Regions from separate parts of the Mus musculus genome. Here regions 1 and 3 are each linked to region 2. A link is a contact called in public Hi-C data. All regions are on one chromosome and are shown on one strand. Each heading gives the region's core, a stretch centred on a gene start, on an enhancer-like site or on the middle of the called end of the contact. The rest is flanking DNA. Distances are from core to core; before and after follow the strand shown.

Region 1 (4,915 bases), core at 711-3,210, 360 kb before region 2:
CAACTTATGGGAAGAGTGCTTCAAGAAAAATTAGTTTTAATGGTGCTTCTGAGCTAAACACCTTAAAAACCATCAAATAAATGAAGCCAATTATAGCTTTAAACATAGTTGGATTTCTTGTTACAGTAAAGTTAGTGAGCTTTGCCTGTTCTGAAATCAATATAAATTGTGTTTATATTTTATTGTGACATATGAAACTCTCAAAGATATTTTTATATTTTTTTCTTCTATAAGATATGTTTAAATATAAATTTAGCATTTTAAATTTGCATATTGAACCAGTTATGGCTCTAAAAGTAGTATAGAAAGCTTTAACTTATATTATCCTCCTGAGACATATCAAATGTCTAAGTAATTATCTGTCCTAAATTGGTTGGATATATATTTTGAGTATTTTTCAATGAGCAATTAATATTGGTTGTATTAACCACATATGTAGCATAGGATTGCCTTGTTGGGCACCAATGGGAGGAGAGGCCCTTGGTCCTGTGAAGGCTTGATGCCCCAGTGTAGGGGAATGCCAGGGCAGGAAGGCTGGAATGGGTGAGTGGGTGGAGGAACACCTTCATAGAAGCAGGGGGAGGGGGAATGGTATGAGGGGGCTTCCAGGGGAAATCAGGAAAGGAGATAACATTTAAAATGTAAATAAATAAAATATCAATAAAAGAAAAGAAAAAATGACTTTTGTCTTATTATACTTTATTTTGTTATGTTTTGTTGTCATGTCTAATAAGCCTGTTCTTTTATAATGAGAGACAGAAAGGGAGTAGAGGTGAAGGGAGTAGAAGAAATTAGGAGGGGTAGAGGGAGGAGAAACGAATGAGCACATAGTATATGAGAAAAAAATATTTTCAATAAAAAGGGGAAGTGGATTTCCATAGCTTATATATTTCTTTCTTTTTATTAGATATTTTCTTTATATTCATTTCAAATGCTATCCTGAACGTTCCCTATACCTTCCCCCCTGCCCTGTTCCCCTACCCACCCACTCCTGCTTCTTGGCCCTGGCATTCCTCTGTACTGGGGCATATAAAGTTTGCAATAACAAGGGGCCTCTCTTCCCAGTGATGGCTGACTAGGCCATCTTCTGCTAACTATGCAGCTTTTTCATGACTGTTAATTTATTGACATTCTCTCCCTCTCTCTCTCTTCTCTCTCTCTCTCTCTCTCTTCTCTCTCTCTCTCTCTCTCTCTCTCTCTCTCCCTCTCTCGCTCTGTGTGTGTGTGTGTATGTGTGTTATATAAGAGTTGACTTACTAGTACCCTGTGGTAGCTTCCAAAGATGGGGAGGAGGGAGATTATACAATTTGCTCTTTGACACAATGAACGAGATCATTCAACAGCAAGAATATATCTGACCCAAATATTTCTCATCATCATGTAGTTCTTAATTTGATGAGGACATTTAACTGTCTACATTTTGCTTTTCAACTGCATACCTCTGTTCGAATTTCAGACTCCAGTCCAGGGAGACAGTTTGATTTGAAGAGAAGGAAGCTCTTCATAGCTATTTTATAATTCTAGCTTTAAAATAGGACACAGCTTCCTCAGCTGAGGCACTGACAGTTTCCCTGAGGTAATGTAGGAGGTAGTCTGGTGGTAGGGAGAGACTCAAAGATCTGTTGTCATTTTTATATTCTGTAGGTAAACACAGGACATTACCACCTTGTCCTGCAGCATGGGAGTAGGGTAAGAGTATATGAGGCAAGTTAGTTCAAAGCAGGTGTCCATTAAGGGGATAGATGAGCAAAGTGAAGGGATTTTTATTTTAAAAAATTAATAAATGATAAGCATCTGAAAATTTAGAAATAGGAGTAACTCTGCAGGGATAGATGTCTGAAGGTGGTGTTAAGGGAAGGAGAGAAACCTGTGTTTCAGACGTGGATGCATCCAAGTAGTCCAGAGGAGCTGACATTCTTACTTTCACTTTCAGTTGCCTAAATGGCATTGCTTAACTCAGTGTGAGATTCTGGATTCTTCCCTTTAGCTGCAATGCTGAGTGGTCATTCAATATTTGCCTCACTGCCTATGGTGCAGAACTGTTGACATCTGGATGGAATCTAAGGTAGCATTTTATATTTTTCTATGGCCTTGTTATGTTGTAAACAGAAAAGAGTCAGGAAGACAGGAGGACTTATGCAGGAACTGCTAGAATGGAACCTTCATTTTAGCAACCACACAGATCTTTCATTATAACATAAATTAAGAGCCCACAAAGCCCAGACTCAAAGTAAAGTGCATTAAAGGAAGTTGCAACTTAGAAAAATCAAAGTACCGTTTCAGCTTTTAAAACACAGTAAAAAGGGACTTTCTGAAGTTCATTTTACAAGTCTTCCTTTGTTAGATAGCTTTGCTCTCTGTAGATCTTGAGCAGCTCCCAAATATGCTTTCTTCCCTCTTCACTTTCTTGGTTCCCTGGTTACTCTGAATCCAGCTTCAGTCCCCACACAGGGACCTCTCACCCTCCCTCCCTTCCTTCCTCTCCCTCCCCTTCTCCATCTCTTCCTCCTTTATCCTTCACCCCTCCCTCTCTATCTTCCCTTCTCCATCTCTTCCTCCCTTATTCTTCCCTCCTTCCCTCCCTCCCTCCTTCCCTCTCCCTTCCATTCTCCATCTCGTCCTCCTTTATCCTTCACCCCTCCCTCCCTCCCTCCTTCCCTCCTTCCCCCTCTCCCTCCTTCCCTCTCTCTTCCCTTCTCCATCTCTCCTTCCTTTATCCTTTATCACCTCCCTCCCTCCTTCCCTTCCTCCTCCCTCTTTCTTTCCTTCTCCAACTCTTCTCTCTTCTTCCTTTATCTCTCACACTCTCTCCCTCCCTTTCTCCATCCCTACAACTTTCATCTTGCCCCTAACACCAACAGTTCCCTACATCACATTTTTCTTCTACATGACTTGACCAGTGCTTCTGACTCCTCATATAAAAGTTTCTATCATCCCCCTTTCTCACGATATTTAGAAGGTATCTATTTAAATTCTCCCAGACTGTTTGGTAGAAAACTAACAAGGGAAGTATGGCTACAGGAATTCTTGAATTTTACTTTAGAAATTGTCTATACAATTTTTGGCATAATTTTTTTCTTTGTGCTTTAGAGTTTTTTCATTTTTAACTGATAAAATAAAGCATGTGCATATTATATTTTAAAAACAATAAATTAGGAAGATTATTTATGTAAAATGTCTAGGATCTAATTCAGCCATATTATTCCTTTTTTTTTTTTTAAACAAATCACTCCATAACTCTAGTGGAACATTAATGTCTGTAGAGAGGAGCACAAGAGAAAAATCTCATCAAACATTCACTGTGTTTAATGTAGTTCATTCAATATTCCTTGCTATTTGCATCAGCAGCTATAAAAATGATGTCTAACTAATAAAAAGGCTTAAGGGGAAAGAGCAACATTTTGTGCAAATAAGTTTATTATAAACTGGAAATGAGAACGTGAAGGCATTTTGGACTGACTTCACCTCTTTACTTTGGAAAAGAAGGAAGCTAAGCAGACTGGAACCTTTGTAGAATTAAATTATTCTATTTCTGAAGGCTATTAGGGAATTCTATGCTGACTTTGTACTTGACTCAATAGCCATATTAATGAGAATTCCTCCATAGAATATAAAGAATGTTCTTCTATGAAGAGGTAGATATATTAAATCAAGTTTGTAGGGTATTATTGACTAAAGTTCCATAAGAGTTTCTTACATTTTTGGCAAGAAAAATACCCGTGCAAAAATGTTTAAAATAAATTATTCACACTAATGGAAGATAGCATGCATTTTTTATATTTTTATATAAAATTAATAAAAATCATTAGAATGGGACTGCATTTTCAGATTGGTTTCTCGTGAGAGCTTTGCAGAAAGGCAGCACAGGCTGCTAGTTAACTGAATTGTTGTGGAAGTCAGACAGGGTGGTATGGAAATCAACTCTCCCTGTACTGGAATAAGTCACTTATTTCTTTGGGTCTTGGGTAAGTAGTCTGTGGAAATAGCAAGACAAGAGATAGCCAAACTCAGAGGGTACTCTCAAGTAACTGAAGCAGTACTGAGAAGTATTCAGTGAAATAACTTTAGGAGTTAGCATTCGGGGAGAAGCTACATTTATGAAGTAACATAACTCTATGGTACTCAGCTTGCTATAGCCTAACACTAACTTCTTCAGGGGCTCCTGTATGACTGCATAAGGCATGCTCCACATCTCTGAAGTCAACTTAATGTTTTAAAATTCCATGAGCTATTGTCTTTTTAACTGGGGACGAAGGTGATAAAATACAAATTTGTCATTTTGTCTTGGCTAGTTTCCTATCCATTTGACACAAGCTACAGTCATCTGAAAAGAGAGACCATCAAATGAGAAAATTTCTTTTTAAGAATGGGATGTAGGCAAGCCTATAGCACATTTTCCTACTTAGGTATTGATGTTGGTGGCACCACCCTGGGCTGGTAGTTCTAGGTGCTATATGAAGTCAGGCCGAGCAAGCCAGCAAGCAGCCCTCTTCCATGGGCTTTGCATCAACTACTGCCTCCAGGTTCCTGACTTGGCTTCCCTCAATGTTCTTTGACTCAGTTTATGTATGCCAAATAATCCCTTTCCTTCCCAAGTTGCTTTTGGTCATGAGGTTTCATAAAATCAATAATAACCCTAACTAAGACACATGCATTCTTAGAATCTATACTTAAAGAATGAATCAAATATGAAAAGTATGGAAATATAATAGGACTATTTTCAGAAACATTATTGGATATATACTTCTGATGGAGTCTAAATGCTATTAAGCATTTGCTATAAATAAATAGCTGATGTTTTTTTGTATGTCAATTACTAAAGAAAAAATATGAAGAATATATAAATGCAATTTGAAATAAACCTGAAAGGATACTTTTCTTAACATGGTTCTTTTCAGAAATAAAGATACCTGCA
Region 2 (5,097 bases), core at 717-3,216:
TGCAAGTACAGTGAGATCCTGCCTCCGTCCTTAAAATTTGATGTGTTGTTTTGTGAGTTCAAAGTGCCCTTTCTATCTACCTTCCTTTATACATCATTGATAAACTTTAAAAGGGATTTTTAAAGGCTATCTCCAGTGTTTCTTCTTTTATTGAATTTTTCCATTTCTGAGTCCTAGTATTTTCACTGTTTTGCTTTGTTATGCCTTAATGAATCTGCAATATGCCAAGAACTTCTCTCATGAAGCTGATTATATTTTTAAAGAATCTATAGGTACATATTCCTGTTCCTATCTACCTATTGCTGTGAAGAAACACCATGACCATGATAACTCTTATAAAGAAAAACATTTCACTGGGGCTGGCTTACAGCTCAGGGATTTAACCTTTTATTGTCATGGCATGGTAGCATGCAGGCAGACATGGTGCTAGAGAAGTAGCTAAGAGTTCTATTCCAGATTGGCAGCAGCAGAATGAGAATGACACTGGACATAGTTTGATCTTCTGAAATCTCAAATCCCACCCCTAGTTGTTCCTCTAACAAGGCCACACCTGTCCCAACAAGGCTACTCCTTCTAATAGTGCCACACCCTATGGGCCCCATGGGGTTTGTTTTCTTTTAAACCACCACACCATCTATTTTGCAAAGACACACAGAAAGATCTGCTTAAAACCACAGAAATATTAGGAACTAGTGTCATGACTTTCATCCTATGTCCTTGACTTCAGAGCCTACTGTCATTCCCATTCTACCTTTAACAAATTCTGTTGCCAATTGTCAATTCAGTTGATCTTGACAACAATAGTATTCACTCACTGAAATCAAGTACTTCTTAATTGTCTTTGTCTCCCAAGCAGTAAGGACCTATGGGTCATAGTGCATAGACACATTTTAACGGAACTGGTTGGTGGCAGTGCTATAACAATAACTGTAGAAGAATACATATTTTATATCACAATGGAGTACTCATATGTCTACCTGTGCACAAGTGGCCAGCCTATTTGTCAACATCAGATCAAATAAAATAACCCAAACTCTGCATTTTGAATTAAAATGTCTCTATGATATGAATCATTTTTCTTTCCAGATGTGAAAATGGGACAAGGAAAGAAAAGATTTTATTAGACTGGAAAATAAAGAGTTTCTCAGAGCATGAAACTGTATGTATTCTAAAACCTGTCAGAACAAAATCTTTCATATTTCCATGAAAATCTTTATTTTCCTCTTTTTACTTCCAGTACATTGATTTCATTAAAAACAATTAATCCCTCCATGTAAATAATATACATTTGTGTATTAGTATATTAAATCTATAGTTTGTCTGGCATGTAGGGGAGATTTAAGGTGTCATTCCAATTTCTTTGACCATCATTCACCTAAGTAGATGGTGTTTTAGTCTAAATGGTTCTGCTAGATTTGCTTCATAGGCAGTGATGTGATCTCCTCACTGGTTTCTCTTCATGCTCACACCAGGAAACTACGCTGTTCATTTTTATGTGTCTCAGAAGCAACCCTTAGCACCCCTATTATTATCCATCGTCTGCAGTTCATTTCATTTGTATCTTATAGAAAATAATTTGTCAACAGTTACTGAATATTCTTCCACTTTGGAAATATTTTCAAAGTCCTATAAAATTGCATCTAAAAATAAAAATTAAAAACAGAGGTCATTTCTTTCTCTGATCTTTTAAAAGAACTCCGAGAATTATATTCGCTCACTTCAAATCCCTGGATTCATTGCTGTTAATTAGAGGCCTTGCTCTATGAGTAGCAGTAGACTGCTGTTCTGTTCACTGTAGTATGGATTATTTGTCTCTGATTACACAAGTCTTGTTTCGTTAGAACTGGGGTATATGTCCTCCACAAAAAAGAACCATAACATTAGATGTGTCAGAGACAAGTCTGCATAGCCTGCATCGCCTACATCGCCTTTCTCACAAACACTAACTAGACCAGAACCTTCTAAACACAGAATGCAGTGCTGCCATCTGGGGGATAAAACTTTAACAATGCATTTTCTGTCAGCTGAAACAGAGGGCAGGATTCCAGGAGTCAGAAGACTCCAGAAGCAATAGGACTGTTTGTAAGGTGCAGTATGAAAGCCTATACAAGACTGTGGGTCATTTCAACAAATTAACACCCACACACACATACACCCACACACACACGCGCGCGCGTGCACGCATGCACGCACGAACGCACGTACGTACATAGACCTTACTTTCCAAATAGGGTTCTGTCATGATGACAGATCACTTTTCTTTTATTGTTGACTGTTTATTTCCTTTAAGTTAGGATATCAGCTTAAAAAAAATTCCAGCGCACTCCTTTACCATTGAGAGTCATTGTGAAAAGGCAAAATGGACTATCTGATATCTCTACAATCTTCACTGGCAAAGGAGCTGTTAGCAATACAGTAAGGGTCACAAGTCTCTCATTTGGAACAGTATATCTTTCATTTTCTCTGCAAAATCCAGTTTCCATCAATACAACCTAAGTGTTTCCCTTCCTTATAACAGCATTTCACCCAGTCTGGCAGAAGAAAAACAGACATACAAGTGAGTCAACACCAGCATGGGGATGGAGATTCTAATATACACATTCCTTTGGTGGAAGGCAAATAAATAAGACATTACGGTGGAAAAGCAAGTAGAACCAATTGATTTTTGTTCTTTCTTTAGAGTTCAGTGTATTCCTTTAGTCTTTTTTTTTTTTTTTTTTTTTTTTTTTTTACATTTCTTTCACAATGCACAGAAGGAAGTTGGAGAAAGAATAGTCGATAAGTAAATATCACTGTAAGGCATGAAATCCTATTCACATTAATTTGACCTCTGCTTAGTAAAGCAACAAATCACTGTGTTATTTGGGAGATAGAAAGAAGCCAGAGCTTTCCAAAATAATCAATAACATGTGGACAAGTAGTTTTTAGGATGAGTACTTTTCTTTGCTGCTAATTTAATACACTTGCTGTAATGCAAATAATAACATCCCTTTTCTTGTTTAATGCTAGGAATCCAACCCAGATCCTTGAGCTTCTGTGGCCTCTACCACTGAGCTATATCCACAGCCCTTAGTTATTGAAGACTGATAGTATCTTATGTAGATAGGCGAAGCTGGCCTTGAATTTGCTATGTAGCACAGGGTAGGCTTGAACTCAGGTTCGCATGAATCTCTCAATTCTATCTTCTACAGGAGTGCCATCATACCTGGCATCATTCATTTATGGACCTATCTATCACTGTTACAACCTTTTTATTCTAAAAGATTTAATAATTTTATTATATAAGCTAGAATGAAGTCATCGTGACTTGCACTGAAATTTGGAAGTCCCAAATACCCTCTAAAAAAATGGAATCCCCAAGTGCCTTATCCCAAGGTGTAGGAAACAGCCAAGGTTTCTTGGTGTCCATCTAATCAAGTGTTTGTCTCTGACTGGCCAACCTAATACAGAGCACAATGAGGGACCAGAAAGAAACATTAGACAACACAACTATGTAAAAAGAAGAAAAGACAAAAGAGTAGACTGAAGTCATTGGCACTGCCCAAGAGTAAGCCCTTATGTCAAGCAACATGAAGTCTCTTGAATATATAATCGGGAATATAAATCCTTGGCCACAATCCTATGAATGTGTGCCTTGCCTTTCAGTGTGTTTTTATAGGATTCTTATCTCCATGGTCTCAGAAGAAACAGATTTTGAAGAACACTACTCAATTGGAAGCTGCGGAGTGTTGGCAGGCTCTTTCCTGGTGCAAGTTCACAAAGAGTAGGCCATGGAAGACTTGTTGAAGCCTGGCCCACAGTATGTTTAGCAATCCTGTGCCATGACAAACATTTAGTAGGCCCCTGGGTTCTAGTTACATCCATTCTGGCTGCAGACAAATAAAAAGTTCTCAACACTATGTCTCCTTTTAGCCTGGAAACTCTGATCTTTTGTTTACTTTCTTTTTGTGCTCTTTCAATCACCCTCTTGCCCGATTTAATAGTGACTCCCTTAAGGAGAAATAAAACAATTGGCTTCAGTAGAAAGGCAGCATCCGTAATCTAATGTATCCCAGTTGGCTGGCTCCCCTTGTCTGGTAGTCTTAATGGCTTTGTCCAGTCTTATCTCCTCCTAAGACTGTTTCTTGATGTAGAGACTCATTTTATCACTGCCTCGGTTGGGGCACAGAGTCTTTGGTTTCTGTCAGGACTGATTTACTGTGGCCTTGAATTATAAGACTCTCAGTCAATTTGGCTCACAAGCAGAAGAAACAACAGCCTGCCTTGCCAGAACCTCATTCTCTCTCCAGTTCTCCTCTCCAGAGGCTGGATCTGAGTTGACTGCATTTCTTTGGTAAGATTATGTATGCATCATGGTTAAAAAAAATAATAACAATATAAAATAAGGCAACCAATATGCAACAAGGATATAAGAGCACTGTTTTGGTTGGAAAAATGGGTTCCTGTGTATTCTCTTTAAGACATTTTAGAACATTGTTTTACCATTACATTCTTATGATCAAGAGCTTTCCAGTCCCAATACACTGTCTTCATTCCCTGCCACCTCATAATTAAGGCAGCAGACTACTGGTGGGTATTGCTGCTATCACCCTATTCCATTCAACATGGTCATAGAGAATACAAAATGATGGAAGGTTTAACCAAAAGAGCTGTTTATCTATTAATCATAAGTCAGCTAGAGGTCCAAGGGTGACATGGAGATGCTAGTCACTAGGGTGCCAGATTCATTCAGTTACCTTGTCCTGCCATTTTCTAAATGTGATGTCTACACAGTGGTACAAATAGCTACCCCAGCTTCCTGCAGTATGTCTGAATCTCAGCTACAGCAGAAGTTATGGGGGGAGGGGGGAGACAAATATTTCTTGTAGCCACAGTGAAGGGTATGTCCCTTTGTCCAAATCCCTCTCCAGAATGAAGTCACATCATCATAATGCTAAGTAGTAGCTGGGCAATGTAGTAAAAATGCACTGCTTGGCCTTTAAGAGAACAGAGTAGGGGTGAGGCTCCAGCAAACTTTTTACGTATTTTATGGATGACTTAAGGAAACATATAAGGAGGTGAAGCGTATCCTAACTATATTACTTTTTTGATGTTTTC
Region 3 (4,730 bases), core at 272-2,771, 310 kb before region 2:
GTTGGTAAAAATAATGCTTCAAACATGCTCTATAGGAACATAGAAAGCAGCCAAATTCATGCTTGTAGTTTTGTAAAAGGATTTAAGCAGACTCTTAGTAGTTGTATAGGGAGAATTTAGAAATCATTATATAAAAGATGCAGCTAATTTTCAAGAATCATTACATTCCTTGAATCACAAATCATTAGCTATTTGTAAATTCAATAAAGCTCAAATTTCACACGTAGTTAGAATAGATATTTCTATTAGTTTCCATCAATCAGAAAAGGGATGGATCTCAAAACTGGCTCATTGACTTTCACAAGAAGCCTCCATTTCCCCTAGACAGTAATTTGTTGAAGGCAGAATATAGACGGTGGATTGCACAGGTGATGTCTATGATGTATAGGTTAGGACCTGAAATGATAGAGATTATATCTAATGTCAGTCAGAACTCAGACAACCTCTATATCTCTGCTCCATGACACTGTGAAACAAAGCTGTACTCTACTCAAGAGAAGCTCAATCAATACCTTTGACTGATAGCTAATTGCAGCAGAGATGTTAGATTTCGAGACTGATATTTTAAGATTCATCTGTTGTAATAAGCAACCTACAGAGTATCCTGGAACATTTATCAGAAACTAATCAAGCTGAATGGGTTATAGGGAACTAAATCAGCTTGGCACTCTTTTGGCAGTGGGGAAGGGAAGTGATCATTTCCCATGCTTTATGAGGACTTTGTATATCACACAGACAGTGCGGGCACCTCATAATGTTTAATGCTTCCACCTTTGTGAGTCTATTTGGCTTTGTTTTGACTGTGATCATAGGTTCTTCCTTTGTCTATGCTTCTTTTCATCTGTCCTCAGAATCCTACAGACTTCAGACTGGATATTGGGGGGGTTTATTGCTGCTTTTTTGTTTTGTTTTGTTTTTAAACTTGTGTTTATATAGAAAATCTTGTTTAGGTATTACTCTTAATGGCGTTGCTTTGGACAACTGTATGTACTCAGATTTGTTCAGGACTTTGTAGCAAGACTGGATAAGAGTGAGAAGCAACAGATCCAAGGCTGGAATGTATAAAGGAAGTTATATGTTCAAAGTATGAGTTTTCTATGACCCCAAGACCCTCACTCATTATTTGTTAAAGGGACATCTTTCCACCAGAAAAAAAAAAAAAAAAACAAGCCAGCATTAAGTGCTGCTGCTTTGCCAAATTCAATTGTAATAAGTGCAGAGACAGGAGACAGACACTTCTGGACTTGAAACAAGCAGCTGGTGCCAGAACTACCATCTCCCTTCTCAGCTACCTTCGGTTTCATTAGCCTTCAGAAATCCTTTGATTCATATGTCTCAAACCAATCTTATTATTCCCTTAAGAGTCCAGCATGAGCAACAGAAGACCACCATTGGCAATAATTGTGTTACCCAACTAGAACATCATTTAGCAGAGGCCTAAAGGTTACTCTGAATCTCAGGTTTGTGCAGAGGCACACTGGAGACGCCCATCTTAGCGTGCAAAGTGCCCTGATGGATCTTATTGTCTGTCTGCATACAATTTTCCTAGTTCTGTTGAAGCATCTTGTCACAATTCTTGTGCTCTTTGGAGAAACTAAACCAACACTTCTGTCACTTTATCCAGAGCTTCACTGACATTTATTCACATTTAAAACACTACCAATTCTAATCATGTTTAAATTGTGAAGGGTAGACCATGTTGGAAGTAAGATCTCAGAAAGTAGAGAATGAAGCCTTCTAAGGAGCTCTGACTTTCCATTTATCCTGCTTAACAATATATTCCTACCTTATATTTATCAATGATTTTGTTGTTTTGCTACTTTGAATTCTACATCTACTACTTGGCCCCCAATTTTGTTATACAGATTCTATTAATAGTTAGTGTCAAACAAAATTATAACCCATGGTTAACTTATTTTGAGATTCCCTAGGCTTGGCCCTAAGACAGAAATTAGAATATGCATAAAAAATACTCTCCATGTGTCTGTGTTCTTCCTCTTCTGGAAGCTACTTGGCAGTGAGCTGTCTGTAAGGTACTTGGGTCAATAAAAAGAAATTTTCCACCTACTTTTTTTTTTAATTTAATCAAGAAACAGCTTTAAATATTATTAGAATAGATTTTTTCCTACCTAACAATAGGAAAATATCTGGGATACCTTTATTATTTCCTTTTTTATTATTTTCCTTTCTATCTCATTTTGTTGTGTTGTTGGTTTTTCCTCAGCCTTGGGAATTAAACCTCAGCCTGTAAAATGCCAGACAGGTGCTGTAACACCAGACTGTATCTCCAGCCCTTTCCATTATTTGTTTTTAAATTTTGAGATCCGGTCTAGGTACGTTTGCTAAGCATGCCTTGAATTTATAATCTTTTTGCCCCCACCTCCCAACTACCTGAACCACAGGTCTGCCTCATAATTATCTGCTACTTCACCATAGTCTCATTGCTATGCCCTGCATCTGCTTTTCTCTATATCTCATACTTACAACATTTTTCAGTGACTATCACTCTAGTTTATCTTTAATTATAATACTCGTGTTGTGTCAGGCATGTGTATGTGAACATACTAGTCTGTCAGCTTCCAACATTAATTCTAATTCCTGAAACTCTTGCAAACTAGCAAGTAATACAGACTCCCCTGGAATCTCCATTTTCTTTCTTTTTTTTTAAAGGAGAGCAAGAATACATGTTCACATAATTTATATTTATTGAGAAAGAATATATGACTATAATCTATACAAGAAGACGATATAATGCCATTCATATTTTGCCTAACTACAGTTGAGACAAAAAAAATTTGTTTGAACCAACATAGTTCTAATTTGAAAATCATTCTTGCACATAGCTGGAGTCATCACCGCTCATGTGATATGCTTTCTCAGATGCTAAACAGGGACCAGTGCCCTGAAATATTCTTCTTCCTCCTGCTCACTGGCGCCTGAAGGGAATTCCCTGGAGTGTCATTATTTTGACTTAAGGTTTCTTGGTCCCTGTTAACATGCAAACAGGTCCTGGAGCCCACACATATTTATGTCATTCCTGTTTGTGAGAAATTTTCAGTACCTTTTCTTGCACCTGGTTTTACTATTCAGTAAATAAGACCTTGAAAAAACGTGAGAGGGCTTAGGGCCAGAGTACATATCACAAAACTGTCTGCTGTATTTTAGTGTGATTATCTGCTTCTGAAGTTTAGAATTCTCATTTTCTTCTGTCTTAAGATGTTTTAAAAATATCTATATGTAGCAACTTAACCCTATAGACAGTCAGTGAATTAGTGTATCTAACACAAAAGTTTTAGTAGGAGATGATAAGCGTTTTACTGTTTCTTTTTGCTGGGAAGTAACCACTAATTTCAGAAGCCAAATTATGAGAGACATATTTTCCGTGGCATATGGCTCCTTGGACGTCTTCCTTGCTTGAGAAACTGGCAGTTCTGATGTTACCTCTGCCTAGTCACATGGTTGGCTTTGCTGATATGCTGTCAGAAGATTCCAGAAGGCGTTAGAATCCCCTGTTTGATTCACATTAGGTCTTTGGTGTCACTACAAGTAACAGAGTCACTTTCTTCCTCTATCAGAATCACCTAAAATTTCAGTGCAGTATTTGATTGAATATTTTGCTTTCTATGTATCAGAGTCCCCCTGCCCAATTTCCACTGAGCGTTAGATATTCAAATATTCCTTAAGAGGACCAAGACAGATTGCTCAACTCAGCTGGTGGGAATTGAGCTGAAAATGACTCGCCTCCTGACTTGTACAAGGGCCAAAAGAAACCTTTCTACTTTGTCAAGTCACTTGAAGAGAAGATCTTTGCACAGCTGTGTGGCACTCCAAGCCTTAGGGACTCAACCACACAATATGTTCAGTTTCTCGGTGCAAAATCCTTCTGAGAGATAAAAATGCTACAAGTATCGTGTTGAAGACAGTCAAAATTATAATGACACATGGTGTTTCTCAGAGGGTAATTTGTAAGCAGGTAAATACTCCTACCTCTGGAAACAAAATGTGTCTGTTCTCATTTGTACAAAGTGTTTGTTTTGTAATTTGCTTCATAGTTAACTACTGTAATAAAGGACTAAATACTGACGAGGGTCAAGTTCAGACACTGTGCATATACAACAGTAGGGCTGATTTGTATAATTACAATCTATATGCACAGCTAGTTCTTCCCCCAAAGGAAAAATCTACTTTGTCATTGGTATGATTTCCTTCCAATATAGCTTAAGTAGCTTTGTAATCAGTCTTAAAATGGGTAGAGTAGAGTAAATGTAATCATATGACTAGGTTTTTACAATAGTAAATGTTTGGAAAAGAGTGAGTATTCATAGATAGGTACATTTCGGGGATTATAAGAATCAGACCCTTGCTCTAGTACAAGTTATTTTGGATAAATCCTGTAGCTTCCCTAGAACTTTATTCTTCCCCACTTGACTGCAGAAGTGTTTATCTAACAGATTTCTTGGAAGTTTGAAATGATATCAAAGTAAAAATTGCAAGCTACATTTTGATGTAGTATCTAGATGCAGTTATTTAAAATATAGTACATCTTTAGCAAATGATTTTTCTAGAATATTTAATCACAGATATGATTAGGGCTAAACAGATCTGCATCTCAATTCCATTGTGTTCTATAAAAATGTGGCAATCAATGTTGATTAGAAAATAATAAGCATTTTAATTTCCTTTGATTTATATTTGTCTTTATTCTTTGATTCCTATGAGTTTCAATTTTT

The links. A called contact is a pair of places that touch in the nucleus more often than the background predicts.
Region 1: a contact with region 2 is called in a Hi-C map of the N1E-115 cell line, with 4 times the contacts expected there. The contact joins two enhancer-like sites. A contact is called at or near these places in 7 of 484 Hi-C or Micro-C datasets (the N1E-115 cell line, cerebellar granule neurons, cerebral cortex and 1 more) and 1 of 115 datasets of contacts at active chromatin or transcription factors (neural progenitor cells).
Region 3: a Hi-C map of the N1E-115 cell line shows a contact between it and region 2, with 5 times the contacts expected there. The contact joins two enhancer-like sites. A contact is called at or near these places in 2 of 484 Hi-C or Micro-C datasets (the N1E-115 cell line and cerebral cortex) and 1 of 115 datasets of contacts at active chromatin or transcription factors (neural progenitor cells).

What each region holds. Positions count from the first base shown.
Region 1 is chr10:109,135,366-109,140,280 of GRCm38.p6, forward strand. No RefSeq gene overlaps it. Among named protein-coding and RNA genes, the nearest start is that of Syt1, 130 kb to the left of the region's middle. Within about 2 kb of position 1,961, at least 52 of the 459 cell types and tissues checked have an H3K27ac peak or open chromatin away from gene starts, as enhancers often do. A contact at or near this core is called in the N1E-115 cell line, where this site is marked.
Region 2 is chr10:109,494,370-109,499,466 of GRCm38.p6, forward strand. No RefSeq gene overlaps it. Among named protein-coding and RNA genes, the nearest start is that of Gm40757, 100 kb to the right of the region's middle. Within about 2 kb of position 1,967, at least 13 of the 459 cell types and tissues checked have an H3K27ac peak or open chromatin away from gene starts, as enhancers often do. A contact at or near this core is called in the N1E-115 cell line, where this site is marked.
Region 3 is chr10:109,185,535-109,190,264 of GRCm38.p6, forward strand. No RefSeq gene overlaps it. Among named protein-coding and RNA genes, the nearest start is that of Syt1, 180 kb to the left of the region's middle. Within about 2 kb of position 1,522, at least 11 of the 459 cell types and tissues checked have an H3K27ac peak or open chromatin away from gene starts, as enhancers often do. A contact at or near this core is called in the N1E-115 cell line, where this site is marked.